2 separate regions of the Mus musculus genome follow, and region 2 is linked to region 1. The links are chromatin contacts, called in public Hi-C maps. All regions are on one chromosome and are shown on one strand. Each heading gives the region's core, a stretch centred on a gene start, on an enhancer-like site or on the middle of the called end of the contact. The rest is flanking DNA. Distances are from core to core; before and after follow the strand shown. Region 1 overlaps Tmc6 (transmembrane channel-like gene family 6). Region 2 overlaps Pgs1 (phosphatidylglycerophosphate synthase 1).

Region 1 (7,480 bases), core at 3,351-5,850:
TCCAATTCCCAACTGGCCCTTCCTCTGCCCTAGACAAGCCTGTCCCCCTTCTCTTACAGCCCCTCTAGAGAAAGTCTCCCCTGATGCCCAGGCTGGTCTCATTATATAACTGGCTGACCCTGAACCAGCCCTCAATTGCTGGGATTATAGATACACACCACATCTTGCTTATACTGTCTCCTTAAGAAAAATGGTTTTTAGTCCTGACCGCTTTTGACAGCCTGTGTATATACACAGCCCCAGAGATACCCAGCACTCCCCACTCCTAAACCAATCAGCAGGTTCCGTGCCCACTCCGTCCCAAGGCCTGGCTGCTTCATGCTTGCTCTCTGCCTAATCTCAGTCACACACAAGTGTTCCACACTAATCCCAGTACTCAAGGAACTGAGACAAGTAGATCACTGAGATTAAGGTCAGCCTGAGCTACAAAGACCCTATCTCAGAAACAAAACCCAAGACGTCTATCAGATGGATCACTAGAACCCACAAAGAAGTGGGAGAACCAACTCCACACACAGACACTAAATTAAAACATTGAAAATAAAAAACTTTAAATTTAAAGAAAAAAAAAAAGCAGGCTGGAGAGATGGCTCAGCAATTAAGAGGGCTGTCTGCTCTTCCAGAGGTCCTGAGTTCAATCCCCAGCAACTACACGGTGGCTCACAACCATCTGAAATGGGATCTGATGCCCTCTTCTGGTGTGTCTGAAGACAGCTACAGTGTATTTACATATAATAAATAAATCTTTGGGCTGGAGCAAGGAGGAGGGAAAAAAAAAGGGCCTGGCACACAGGAGGCCCTGGGTGTGATAGCCAGCAATACAGAGGAAGATCTGGATGAGAAACCTGACATGACTGCCTGGGCTACAGAGTCAAGCTCCTCCCCCAAACTAGAGCAAACACAGGTGTGCCGAGGGGAACCCCACAAGCTAGGCGCACAGGCAGGCTGGCACTCACATTCCGGATCTGCTCCTTGAGCAGGCAGATGACCTTCCGTTGTCCTTTCACCACCTGGATGTTGAAGTAGATGACAGCCCTGAGGAGATGGGGGGCTCAGGCTGGAGGCTGGTGACAGGGCCAGGACAACACAGGACACTAGCACAGGCTAGCCTCTCACCGCCACCCCCACCTTAGAACTCACAGCAGCAGGGCTGAAGCCAGGAAGAGGAAGAAAGTGTTCTCCACCAGGAAGTGGTGCAGCCAGGGCAGCCAGGAGGCTCCGGAGCCTGCATGCTCCAGGCGACGCACCCAGACCGTGCCTGCTTCATACATGGTGTTCAGAGTCCGGAAAGGGCCACAAGTGCTCGAGGGCCTCACCCTGGAGAAGTGGGAGACCAGGCCCTGAGTCCCACTCTCAGCTAGTACAAAACATTTCCTGTGTCCATTCTCCCCCCCCCCCCCCAAGCCAAAGAACAGGCTTCCACTCACTGCCAGACAGCATAGCAGAGGAAAACAGCAGCGCCCAGGAACGACGGGAAGCAGAGCAAGGTGAGGAAGACAGTGCTCATGTGCGAGGCCAGCCAGGGTCGGCGTGGTGCCTGGCAGTTGGCCATCAGGCTGGCCTGGGGACAAAGGCTAGGATTTACATTCTGCCAAAGCCACCACGTCCTGCCCGCCAAACTCCATCCCCCCACGCTGGTCCTATAAGAGTATGATTATTACTGCTTACCCACCTCTGGGCATCCCTGTGAGCATTTCTAGATTCACTTAACTGAGGAGGGGGGAAGACCCACCCTGAATGCTGGGAGTACCACCCCACCAGCTGGGGTCCTTGACTACGTACAAAATGAGAAAGCAAGCTTAGGAGCAGCATCCATCTCTGCTTCCCGACGGAGGATGCCGCGTGACCAGCTGCCTCTCGCTCCCACTGCTGTGCCTTCCTCAGCGGGAACTGTAAACCCTCTGAATGAGCTAAAATAAACCCTTTCCCTCTTAAACTCCATTTGTCAGGTACTTGGTCACAGCAACAATAAAGACAGTACAAAGACACAGCCAAAAAGCTGGCCTGCAGCCAGGCCCCAAGCCAGAACTCAGGACAGTAGAGAGAGAGAGAGACCCTGCCCCCTTCACCCTAGGCAATAAGAGGCAGCAAGCCTGGGCAAAGGGGCTAGCCTTCACCACCACATGCACTGGCTGACCAGCACCACTCTGGATCTCAGCTGCCCACAAGGCAGCAGCCCAGTAAGACTACCACGTGAAGGGGGCAGCTGAGGAGGAACAGAATGGGGCCCAGAGTCTCTCCCAAGAGTCATGGGAACCAACAGATGTCTCCAGCAGATGCCCCAGGCAGGAATGTTGGGGAGGGGCAGCCCAGTGCCACAAGCCCACTCTGCTACCAAGTTAGCATCTTTTTCAGGGGGAAAGGGGGAGGGGGTCTTATTATGTAGCCCCAACTACCCTAGAACTTGTGTAGATCAGGCTGGCCTTGAACTCAGCAAATCCCTGCCTCGGCTACCTGGCCGCTGGAATTAGAAGTGCCGGCCATCACACCCAGCCCGGGTTACCTTCTTGATGTGGAAAAGGAAGAGCAGCCGGAGAATCTGTACTGCAGGCAGGAGCGGTGAGAACAGGACGCCCAGCCTGGAGAGGGCGGCAGGCAGGGCTGGTGAGCATCTTCCCACCCACCCTCTACCCTCTGCCCACCCAGAACCAAAGGCAGGCTGCCATGGCGCAGGGAAGAAAGGCACTGGCTGACAGCCAGTGGGAAGCAGGCGGGAGACCCTCACCAGGTCAGTGTCTGTCCATAAATCAGGTCCAGCACATTCCTGGCAATGTCAAACTCAGGCTTCTGCCCCCTCTTGAGCTTCTTCTCTGAGATGAGCCTGGACAGAGGAGCCCCTGAGAGATGAGCAGGGAGACTCTCATCCCCAGAGCACCAGGCAGAGCCACCTAGCACCCAGCAAATGTCAGGAGAGATTGTGGCCACTCAGGGCCTGGGGGCAGTCACTGCAGAAGCCCCGTCTGATCCTCTCCCCAAAGCAAGACACCAATCTCAGCACACTGCATTGTGTATGTACTGTGGGGCTAGAGAGATGGCTCAGCGATTGAGAGCACTGCTGCCCTTTCAGAGGACCTGGGTTCAATTCCAAGCACCCTCATGGTGGCTCACAACTGTCTACAACTTCAAGATCTGACACTCTCACAGACATACATACAGGCAAAATGATATAAATTGATTTTTTGGTTGTTTTTGGTTTGTTGTTTTGGTTTGGTTTTTGTTTTATTTTTTTTCAAGATAGGGTTTCTCTGTGTAGTTCTGGCTGTCCTGGAACTCACTCTGTAGACCAGGCTGGCCTTGAACTCAGAAATCCGCCTGCCTCTGCCTCCCAAGTGCTGGGATTAAAGGCATGCACCACCACTGCCCGATTAATTGTTTTTTGGGTTTTTTTTGTTTGTTTCTTGTTTTGAGTTGTACTGCTCTAAAACCAAACAAAGGGGGCGTTGGGGGTAGAGAGACCACTCAGTGGTTAAGAACACCTGCTATTCTTCCAAAGGACTCGAATTCAGTTCCCAGCACCCACATAAGGTAGCTCAGAACTGCCTGTAACAGCAGCTGTGGCTGGGGAGAGACATCTGACTCCCTCTCACAGCCTCTACCACCACCAACACCTACACACAGATACACACACACATGCACACACGACAAGAATACGAATGAGAAAATAACTACAAATGGAATGGGCAAGGCGGTGCACGTCTGAAACACCAGCACTCAGGAAGCTGAGGCAGGAAGATTCCACGAATAAGGCAAGACAGGACTACATAGTGAGCTCCAAGGCAGCCAAGACAAAGACAAAGCAGCATTCAGGAGGCCAAGGCCAGCCTATACTACAAGGTGAGACCGTGTGTCGAGAAAGCAAGAGGTGACAGGGCATGGTGGCGCATGCCTTTAATCTCAGCACTCAGGCAAAGGCAGGCAGATCTCTGAGTTCCAGGCCAGCTGGGACCTTGTCTCAAAACAAGGACTTCTAGGTCAGGTGGCATAGGCTTAGGCCTGTAATCCCCTCAGAAGGAGGAAGTAGGCAGTCTGGAGTAAGGCTGGGTGACTTCTCAGGATTCACCTCAAATGGGCAGAAAAGGCTTGGTAAGATGGATGTGCAGATAAATGTACCCAACGTAATGACCTGAGTTAAATCCTCAGGATCCATGTGTTAGGAAAGAACTGACCTACACACACACACACACACACACACACACACACACACACACACACACACACACACACATACACACACACCACAATTAAAAAAAAGTCTAAGAAAAGATTGAAGCCAGGTGTGGTGGCACACACCTTCAACCCCAACACTCAGGAGGCAGAAGCAGATGGATCTCTATGAGTTTAAGGCCAGCCTGGTGTACAGAGTGAATTCAGGACAGCCAGGACTACACAGGAAAAACCCTGTCTCAGAAAACCAAAAAGAAAAGCGTTGAAGAACAATGTCTTACTTTTCAACTCTCCTTAACTCCATGTCCTCTCAAAGGAAACACAGGAGTCAATGATTGCTCAGAAAGCTGGAAGCCGCGCCCCACCCCCGGGACATGATGACTTCTCTCTCTTCCGCTGTCTATAAGCAATACTGAAACCCCATTTTCCTTTCCACCTGAAACTACCCCACATCCTGCCTCCCACCATCCTCCTTGTCTAAGAACCTTTCACAGGCTGGTACCCAGAGCCCAGAGGACAGGGTGGGAAGGCCTCCATCCTCACCTCCACACCAACTCTCCAAAAAGGGAGTCCAAGAGCATGAAGATGAAATCCACGACCATGAAGCGGTACAGCTCCTGGCCCACAAAGTCCTCCCAGCACTGACCCTGCAGGGTGGCCACCCTGCGGCCCAGCCAGTGATAGCAAAGCACACCCAGGACGGCCATCTTCAGGATGAGGTTCCTGTGCAGGTGGAGGGTTTGGAGGCTAAGGGGGAGGCCGGACAACAGACACTCCGAGGAGCCCTACCCAGCAGCCCACGCTCCCAGCCACACACCTGCAGATGGCCATGTATACCTCCAACACAGGGGAGTCATGTCGCTCCAGAGTGGCTAGACCACGGAACAGGTAGGAGGCACCCAGGTTAAGGACACTGACCACCAGGGGCAAGGCCAACGCCTCCACCCCCTGGCCACCAGAAGCAGGTCTCTATGAGAAGAGAGAGGATTCCTTTAGAAAAGATGCACTACCCACAGGGACATGCCACCCTGTGGGGAGCAGGCACTACTGGAAGGGTCTGGCTGGAAAATGGGGGCAACTTCCTCTCCCAAGACACACAGCTTGCTCCAGGCCTGGGTTCCGGCCACACAGGAAGCAAGGGAGAGCATTAGAACCGTGGGGGGAGGCGGGGGTGGCCCAGGCCTGATGGGGTTATGGAATCTCAGCCACTGGGCATTCTATCCCTTGCCTTACCTGAATCATTACCTCTGAGAAGGTGAGGACAGCCACCGTGCAGCCCATTGTGGAGCCCAGACACAGCAGCCACCCCAGACCTAGAACGACGACCTGCCTCAGCTGCCCGCACACACTCCGAGGGCGCTTTCGAAGGTGCCATTCAGCCAACAGCTCCTGAAGATGGTAGTGTGTCTCTGTCACTGGACAGCCTGACACACAAGCAGGCTGCCCCAGCCCCTCCCTTCCCTAAAGAGGCTCAGGCCATACATCTAGGACACAGGGAGTCCAGGATGGCCACCAGCTTAAGGCCTGTCCCTCCTCATCCCTTCACCACAGTCTTAACTCTAGGAAGCCCAGTGCCTGGCCTGTGTCCCTTGTCCCCTTCAATGGACATGGGCAGCCCCTAGCCGACCAGAGCCCCTGGGGGGGGGGTGGACACCTGTCCACAAGAAAAACTCTCATGAAACCCCAGAGTGGCCCCTGTGACCTTGAACAGAGGATCTGATCACTGTGCCTCCATTTCCCCAGCAGTCCTTAGCCCCTGACCACTGTAGTCACTAGTACTATAAAGGAAGCTGTTCACAGCTGATAGGTTGAGGGTAGGAAGGCAAAGTTCCCCAGAAAAGGGAAGCAGTTCCAGTAACTCCAGCACCTTCATGTCACTGACACTCAGGGATAATGCCACGGAGGCCCCAGCTGAAGTAAGGTACAGGAACATCAGACCTCCTGGTCACTGTTAGGGAAAGACCACCACAGCCCAGAACCTCAAGGCCAGCTCACAGTCATACACCACTTCCACACAGATCTGGCTACTTGCTCCTGAGAGGATAAGGTCTGCAGAAACTAGGCAGCATGCATGGGACTGGTAGCTGCTTACCTTCAGCTGAGTGCAGATGCTGTCCTGTTGGACACGGGAAGCCCTCTTCTGTGTCACCTTGTAGTCCCAGGAGCAGAAGACCGTAAGGGCATGGATACCCTTGGTACTGCCAACCCGGTAGCTCTCCCCAAAGGAGTGGGACATGCTAGAGAGCAGCAGAGACAAGCAGTGAACAATGGGAGGATGGGTAGACAGACAGGTGATGAGTAGACGGATGGATGGATGGATGGATGGATGGATGGATGGATGGATGGATAGATGGATGGATGGTTGGGTAGGTGGGTGGGTGGATGGATGGATGAATGGGTGGGTGTGTGGGTGGGTGGATGGGTGGGTGGATGGATGGGTAGATGGACAGATAGATGGGTAAGTGAATGGATGATAGATAGATGGCTATGTGGATAGATGGGAAATATGGTTTGGCAGGAAAGTAGGTGGGCAGATGGGTGGATGCACAAATGGATCGAGGGACTGACAGAAGAAAGCACAAGTAGGGGATACAGGAATGGTTAGATGGGCAAGTGGGTAGACAGGTAGACAGGCAGGTAGATGGACAGATGGACGGATGGGTGGATGGGTGTGAATGGAAAAATCAATAGCTGTATGCACAGAAGACGTAATCAGGATAGAGAGATGGGTGGGTAAGTGGATGTCTCAATAGGAACATGGGTAGGCAGACATGGGAGAACGGATAAGGGGATGAGTGGAAAAGAGCTGGATAGACAATGTAGGAGCCACAGGTGAGAGGAAGGTGCTCAGAGTGAGGGCTCCGTGGTTAAGGTATACCTGTATACCAGAATGATGCAGGTAAGGAAGAAGGTGGCCCCCATTGTGAAGAGGTAGGCCAGCGGCATGTTATAGGGCAGGCTGCCCAGCCTGGGACTGCACTGGCCACCTTCCCGAGGGGCGTCACATGACGGGCTCAGCGTGCTGTTACTGTAGTAGCCGTAGTACATAACTGTGTGTGTGAACCGGCCCTGTCAGGAGGCCAAGCACAGTCAGACATCCTCTCTCCCTTCCCCTAGCCCAGGGGTTCTCGACCTTTGTAATGCTGCGACCCTTTAATACAGCTCCTCATGTTGTGGAGACCCCCAACCATAAGATTATTTTATTGTAACTTCAAAACTGTAATTTTGCTACCATTATGAATTGTAATGTAAATACCTGATACACAGGATACTGTATTCAGACCCCAAATGGGTTGTTGGGACCCACAAGTTGAGA
Region 2 (7,480 bases), core at 3,196-5,695, 240 kb after region 1:
CCGGGTCAGGAAGGGTCTCTCTGTGCAAAGAGCAGAGGGAGTGGGACACAGCATCCTGCCCAGTACAGATAGGACAATGCAGCCCCAGCCCTGGCCTCCTCGTGCATTGGGAGTGCAGTCTATGCCCGGGCAGAGCAAAGGGTGGCCAGGGCCTGTTTGAAAGTACTGGAGACTTCTGTTGTGTAAAGGTGCCTAGAAAAGGACTTCATTTGCTGTTTTGACACTGGGTCTCATTCTATAGCCCAGACCAGCCTTGAATTCATAAGAATCCTTCCTTCCCCAGCCTTTTGAGTACTAGGATTACATGTGTGAGCCACCACTCCCAGGAAGGTGACTTTTTTTTTTAAAGAGACCAGAGTCAGTAGACAGCAGGGGACCTTGGCCTCTGAGTACAGACCACCACCTAGTGTTGCAGCCATGGCAGTAGCTGCAGTGACTTCCCCACTCTCCCTGGTGCTCATGGCTACTGAGTTTCCCTTGGCTGCGAACCACCCTCCATCCACTCCCCAAAGTGCTTTTGCCTTCCCTAAGCCATTAATTCCTGGAATTGAGGATATGTTGGGCACAAAGGTCAGGCTTTGGGGTGAGGAATTAGAGCTTGATGATTGGTTTACAACCCCTGTGTTGGAAATGTGTTTCCTCCTCTGTCCTTAGAGCCTCCTGTGTACAGGATGGGGAGTGTGTAGGGGGAGCTGCTGGGCACAGCTGGGCCCAACCAAGGAAGGGAGATGAATCCTCAGTATACCAGCCAATGCTTCAAGCACCTGACTTGGAACCTAGATGGGGAGGCTCCTAGTGTGCTGGCCTCACAGGCCTCCCTGGGGCTCAGCACCAGTGACCATGGTCCATAACATGGGCAGTGTATCTGTCTGGGCAGTATCATGGCCTATAACATGGGCAGTGCTCCATCTGTCTCTCTTTGGGTTCTCCCAAAGGTGTGCTAGTCTGTGTGTGTACGAGCGTGTGTGGGGGTGGGGAGACAGACAGAGCTCGAACGAGCACATTGTCTTGTATAGCCTAGGCTGGCCTTGAGCTCTTGATGTAGTTGAGGGAATCTGACCTTGAACATCTGTTCCTATTAGGTCTAGCTAGCCCCAGCTGACCTGGAACTTGAATCTTTAGCTCAAAATGGTCTCAAACATGAAATACTGCTTCTTGAGTGCTGGGGTTACAGGTATAAGCCAACATGACCAGCTGCTCATTGACTTTTTTGAGTATCTTAGCACGCTTTACTTGCAGAGAACCACAGGGAGCACGCAGTGCTACTAAACTTGATTTGTAGGCATTGGTAAGGTGGCTCAGAAGCCAGAGATGCTTGCTGTGCAAGCCTGACAGCTTGAGCGCTGTCCCCAGAACCATGTGAAGGTGGGAGGGGAGGACCAGCTTTGTCCAGCCGTTCTCTGAGCTCCATGTGTGCTCTCTGGCATGTGCATCCCAGAGTCAGGATGACTCTGACACTCTGATCTTGGGCCTCCACCTCTGAGTGCTGGGCTATGTGCTGAGATCCATCCCAGGGCTCTGTGTGCATGCTAGGCCAGCATTCTGTCAACTAACTGAGCCACACCCCAGACTTCCAGGGACAAGACTGTAGGGCACTGGGCAGGGCATCCTCAGGAGGCCTCAGGCCGCAAGGGTCTCTGGGCTCTGAGTCACTGTCATTGTGTCATGCTAGCTACAGGTTTGTAGTGAATGCCAAGCTGTTTGTAGCTGCAGTGGATTTCTCTGGTACTCAGTGCTTTGGAATTTCTCTGGGCTAGAACTAGCCCCACCCTGGTCTACTCCCACAATCACCTTTTTCTCCCCAGACTTGTCTTTTTCTTGCTGGCTCCTGGAATGGTAGACACATTAGGGGCCAGGGTGAGGCTCTGGGGTGAGGGGCTGGAGCTTGACAGTAGTTACACACATGTCTCTAAAGAGGCCGTGTGGAGGTCAGCCTAGGCTTGTGAGGAGGCAGCGTTACAACCTTACCCCCAGGGTCATAGAGTCTCAGGGTTTGGTGTTAGAGGAAAATCTTGCTTTTCATATGTGGGAAGCAGCCTGACCCATGGAGGGTGTCCCCCTCCTTTCTTTGAGCAAGATCAGAAGGTGGTTGGCAAGTTGTACCAAGCAGACCCAGTCTGGGTGCAGTGGGAAGGAAGGATTCCTGTCCCGAGGATTCTTTGCCCTGGTTCCATGCTATGGGAAATCTGAGGTGGGGACAGGGAAACTTAAACACATGAAAAACTTGAGGTGTGCAAGAGTAGACATGGCCTGGATCCCTGGATAGGGAGAGCTGCCTGGAGCAGAGCTGCTGGCCAGGGGGTGGGAGGGACACCATCCTCTGGCCTCTTGTCTTATTGCTGAAGCCGGCAGGTGGCTTTGCTGAGGCCTTCAAGGGCAGGACACCAGCCACAGAAGTGAGCAGCAGCCCTGTCAGCTGTTGCCCAAGCAGTTCTTGAAACTCTGCTCTGCATGGACATTAGGAAGCAGTTTTCTGCTGTAGCAGCATGTGTGTTACATACAGGCCATGTGTCTGTGATGTCTCAGCATGTGTGTGGGCTCTCTGTGGATTTCGTTGATGGAGGATCTGTGATGGGAGGGCCACAGGGAGCTGGCCTGGTGCAGACCAGGGGAGCTGGCTGGCTTTCTTGGATAAACTTCCTCAGGCTAGTAAGGGGAAGAAGGGTAGAGGCTGCTAGGCTAGCCTGGGGAGGACAGATGCTCAGGACTAGCTCTGTGGGGCTTGGCTCTGAAGCCTTGGAGCTTGAGATCATAGAAGAGAGTGCAGAATGGGACCTGCCATAGGCATCTAGTAGTACTTAAGATCCTGCTAGAACAGCAGTGTCCCCATGTGTACTGTGACAGAGCAGCTTCTGTGGGACCCACTGGCAGCACACTTCTTTATGTGGTGCAGGTGGTAACTAGAGACACGAGCAAACTCCTAGGTGTCCTGAGGTAGAAAAGGTGGGCAGCTGTATGTAGGCAGGCCTGGTCCTACCAAATGCCTCAAACACCATGTGACAGCCACCTCTGCTGTTAGGTAGGGTAGAGCCTACTTGCCTGTTTGTTCTGGGCTCCCAGAAGGGATGGAGGCTCTGGTGAGCTCCGTCTTGAGCTGCACTTTGCCAACAGGTGCTTCAGGCAGTTGAAAGAGCTGGGGCTAGTGGTCTCTGGAGAGCAGTTAGGGGGAGGGGAAGACCCCAAGGACATCATTGACAAAGTTCATTCAGAGAAGCCAGCTCTCCCTGCTAGGGGCGTGAGCCACAGCCGAAGTAGCAGAGAGACAAATGGCCCTGCACTCAGTGGTGTGGAGCACCATGGCAGTAGCAGGCAGGAGGGAGCCTGGTTCAGTGCGCCCTGATGCTGCCCTGTGGCTGCTTCCCTCCTAGGTTGAGAGGACGGTGTGTGGCAGAGACCTGGCAGGTGTTGAGCTCACTTCCTGTCTGCACTTCCTTTTCCCGCAGGCCTCTGGCTGTACCTGGCAGGGAGCAGCCTGCCCTGCCTCACGCTGATTGGCTCTCCTAATTTTGGGTACAGGTCAGTTCACCGGGACCTGGAAGCCCAGATTGCCATCGTGACGGAGAGCCGGTCCCTGCAGCAGCAGCTTCATCAGGTTGGTTGGAGCGGTAGGGTTCTTGGGTACATGGTTGTCCTCACAGGCGGCTCGTGCCTTTGTCAGTAAAGACAGGAAGTGAGACTGTGTGTCTCTCAAGTCTAAGAGAAACCCTGCAAGGCTAGACCTTTGACTATTGATTGCACTGCCAGGGTAGGCTTGAATCTTGCCAAGGCCATTCCCTCCTTCCATGCTGGAGAGACCACCATTTCCTCACTGGGGCATGGGGCCCAGTCGTTTCTAAAAGGGAGGGTGAATCCCAGGGTTGGCTGTGGCTGTGTGGCTGTGGCCCTCCCTGTGGAGCAGGCAACAGACAGCTCAGGACTCAGACATGCTGTCCTGTGAATTCTCCTGCAGCAGAGCCCTGCGCTTTGGTCTTGGAAGGACCTAACAGCTTTGCTTTGCAGGAGCCCCTGTGTGGGTTGGAACAAGATTCCTATTGGAGTCTTGGATATAGGACTCTTGCTCCCAGGCAGACCTCCAGAGCCGTGCTTGGTGGTTTTTATTTTGGTTATTTAAGTCTATCATGTGTGTATGAGGTGAGTGTGATGTGCGTGTGCCACGACACCTGTGTGAAAGGTAGAGGTCCATTTATGCAAATGGGCTCTCTTAAGGTATTTGCGTCTCGGGCTTGTAGGCCAGGCTCCTTCTGTGCTGAGCCCTCCCGCTAGCCTGCACACTGACATCAGGCTGCGGTGTTTGGGAATGGCTGTTCACAGCTTTGCTGGTGAGTGGGTGGGGAAGTGGCTCTTACTGCTTTGTTCTCTGGACCTGCTACTGTGTCTGGAACCTTGTCACCAAGGGCCAGGTGCCAGTAAGGTTCTGTGACAGGGCAAGGGGAAGTGACAACAGCCATGCCCTATAGCCAGCGGGTGATTGGGTGTGCTAGCAGATTTCCTTCAGCTGACTGAGGAAGCTCTCAAGCTAAGGGCTTCCCATAACAGGGTAACTGTTAGCCTCGGAGCCTGACTGTGAGGAAGGGGCGAGCCTGTGGCTCTGGACAGTGGGTCTGCCGGATTGTTCTTGCTGGTGCAGAGAGCTCTGTGCGCAGATGCCTCCCCAGAAAGAGCTGCTAATGCTTCTGGCCTAGGCAAGAATGAATTCTGGGAGATTTGGGGAAGCAAGTGCCCAGGCTTGTGCCCCAGGTCCTAGTACTGACAAGACCCCACTTCCTGAGATGGGGACTTAAACCCACATCCTGGATTTTGAGAAAGCAGCCTGGTTGTGGTCTGAGCTGATTTCTCAAATGACATACTTGGGATAGTTTCTTCCCAAACCTGCCTCCCAGGGGCTTTGGATGGTGGGAAGGTGGCAGCTCAAGCTGCTGTAGCGCTTCCATTCTCTACAGTGTATTGATTCAGGGTCTGTGAAGTAGAGATGAGTTTCTAGATGGCTCCATTTGCTGCAGTGTGCTTTGAGGCCTGCAGCTGGCCTCCTGACCTTCAGTGTCTGGTTGCTGAGTGCTGTGTGCAGCCTCGAGTGCCCAGCCCTTGGCCTGTGGCCCCACACTCAGAAGTCTGCTGCAGTTCTCTTGGGACCCAGGGAAGGGCCCTGTCTGTGTATGGAGCCTTGAAAATGGAAGATATTTTTACCAGAGCCCCGAGTCCCTCCCTAGTAGAGCGAACAGTAAGAACTGAAAGCGTCCTGGTTTGGTTCAGAGCTTAGCTTCCCACCTGACCTGAGAGGCTCCTCGCACAGCACTGTGACCCCACCAGCTGACTTCCTCCTCCATCCCTGCTGCGGCCGCTGTGAGGACGCAGAAGCGTTTCTGGTAATTTAATTGAGATCTTGGCTGGGTGTTTACTAAAGAGCAGAACTGGAGCTGAGTCTGTGGAGACTTCTACAAACCAGTCCCAAGCTGGCTCCTCCACAGAAACAGCCCATAGAACCTGAGGCTGGTATTCATGGCGTGTGGGGACTGCCATGATGGGAAAGCCAGCTGTGAGGACAGAGTTTGAAAGTTTGGCATGGGCATTGGCTTCAGGATGCTGCCTCTGCGACAGTCACAAGTTTGAAGCAAGTACAGGGGATGTGGAGCTGGGCCCTGGGTCTCTACCTCTGTGGGCAGTGCCTCAGAGACTTCGGTGAGGTGTCCTCTCAACTCTGCTGACTGGAGGGACTGCTGATGAGTCTGTCCCTCCTGAGCTGATCTCTTCTCGGTTTTTTCGAGACAGGGTTTCTCTGTATGGCTTTGGCTCTCCTGGAACTCAGTCTGCAGACCAGGCTGGCCTCAAACTCAGAAATCCGCCTGCCTCTGCCTCCCAAGTGCTGGGACTAAAGGTGTGCGCCACTTTCTCAAATGACATACTTGGGATTGCTGCTGCTCCTCCTGCTCCTCTTGCTGCTGCTGCTGCTGCTCCTCCTTCTCCTCCTCCTCCTCCTCCTCCTCCTCCTCCTCCTCCTCCTCTTCCTCCTCCTCCTCCTCCCCTGGCTCCTCTTTCGGATGATGCTGGCCCTGCAAGGCTCTGTCAGGACCTCCTGTGTATGCTGATGGTCATAAAGCTGTGACCCTCAGAATGGGTGTAGGTGTGGCCCAAATGCTCAGGAATGCATCTGCCAGAACATGAGGACAGCATGTGTAGAGTGTCCATACAAATGTCCCCACAGCTGGCTTCCCCATTGTGACAGTTCCCACATGCCTTGTGTCTTAGGGTTTCTGTTCCTGCACAAACATCATAATCAAGAAGCAAGTTGATTCAAGAGGAAAGGGTTTATTCAGCTTACACTTCCACATGGCTGTTCATCACCAAAGGAAGTCAGGACTGGAACTCAAATAGGTCAGGAAGCAGGAGCTGATGCAGAGGCCATGGAGGGATGCTGCTTACTGGCTTGCTTCCCCTGGCTTGCTCAGCCTACTCTCTTATAGAACCCAGGACCTCCAGCCCAGTAGGCCCTCTCACCTTGATCACTAATTGAGAAAATGCTTTACAGCTGGATCTCATGGAGGCATTTCCTCGAGGGAGGCTCCTTTCTCTGTGATAACTCCAGCTTGTGTCAAGTTGACACACAAAACCAGCCAGTACACCATGAATACTGCTGTCCGGTTTTATGGGCTGTGGTCCGTGGAGGAGCCAGCTCTGGTCTGGGGGAGGGGCTGGTTTGCAGAAGTCTCCACAGACCCAGCTCCACAAACCTAATATGATTGGAGACAAACATGTATATGTTAGTTTTCTTTTATTACCATCCCTTCTGTACACACACACACACACACACACACACACACACACACACACTTACGTACGCGCGCACGCACGCACACACTCACACACACTGGTGCCACAACATGGTGTGGACAAGTTAAAGGAGTCACTTCTCTCCTACCGTAGGAATTGTCAGGCTTGGAGGCAGTGCCTTTACCAATCAGTCTGCATGTATCTTTTAAAACTTGGTTTTAAAGGTAAAAGTTTAAACATTGCTTGGGACAGAAGAAACTGTGTCTTCATGGGACTCACTTGGATCACTCTGTCTTCATTCCGACTCTCAGCCTTCCACTCCTGTATGTACCAAGTCCAAGGAGCCAACCACTGTGGATGGGAAATGCGTAAGGAGGTTTGCTCTGACTTGGATATGCTCAGGCTTTGTCTTGTTTCTCTGAAGAGTGCAGTAGAACGTCATACGATACATGACATTGATGATATTACATCTTATACTTACAGTTGTGTTAGATATTTTAAATAACATGGTGTTGAAAAGTCTTGAGACCTGGCTGGAGATCAGAGTCTATCCAGCTCTTGTTGAGGACCCAGCGCCCATTGGGAGGCTCACAACTGCCTGTAACTTCAGCTCCAGGGAATATGATGCCCTCTTCTGGCCTCTGTGGGAACTGCATGTATACACTCATCTATTTGCAGATACACATAAAATGTCTATGTGAGAGGCAGGCCGGGT

Evidence for each region. A called contact is a pair of places that touch in the nucleus more often than the background predicts.
Region 2: a Hi-C map of regulatory T cells shows a contact between it and region 1, with 4 times the contacts expected there. The contact joins two enhancer-like sites. A contact is called at or near these places in 3 of 484 Hi-C or Micro-C datasets (CD8 T cells, embryonic stem cells and regulatory T cells), 1 of 115 datasets of contacts at active chromatin or transcription factors (pancreatic cancer cells) and 3 of 9 other capture datasets (adipose tissue, liver and pancreatic islet).

What each region holds. Positions count from the first base shown.
Region 1 is chr11:117,767,966-117,775,445 of GRCm38.p6, forward strand. It overlaps Tmc6 (transmembrane channel-like gene family 6), which reads right to left. Exons shown (of 20, transcript NM_145439.3): 9 at 7,043-7,233; 10 at 6,257-6,401; 11 at 5,398-5,553; 12 at 4,982-5,133; 13 at 4,708-4,887; 14 at 2,726-2,821; 15 at 2,504-2,579; 16 at 1,428-1,561; 17 at 1,141-1,317; 18 at 957-1,035. Among named protein-coding and RNA genes, the nearest start is that of Tmc6, 9.0 kb to the right of the region's middle. Within about 2 kb of position 4,601, at least 14 of the 459 cell types and tissues checked have an H3K27ac peak or open chromatin away from gene starts, as enhancers often do. A contact at or near this core is called in CD8 T cells and regulatory T cells, where this site is marked.
Region 2 is chr11:118,011,131-118,018,610 of GRCm38.p6, forward strand. It overlaps Pgs1 (phosphatidylglycerophosphate synthase 1), which reads left to right. Exons shown (of 10, transcript NM_133757.2): 8 at 3,444-3,592. Among named protein-coding and RNA genes, the nearest start is that of Mir6933, 13 kb to the left of the region's middle. Within about 2 kb of position 4,446, at least 122 of the 459 cell types and tissues checked have an H3K27ac peak or open chromatin away from gene starts, as enhancers often do. A contact at or near this core is called in CD8 T cells and regulatory T cells, where this site is marked.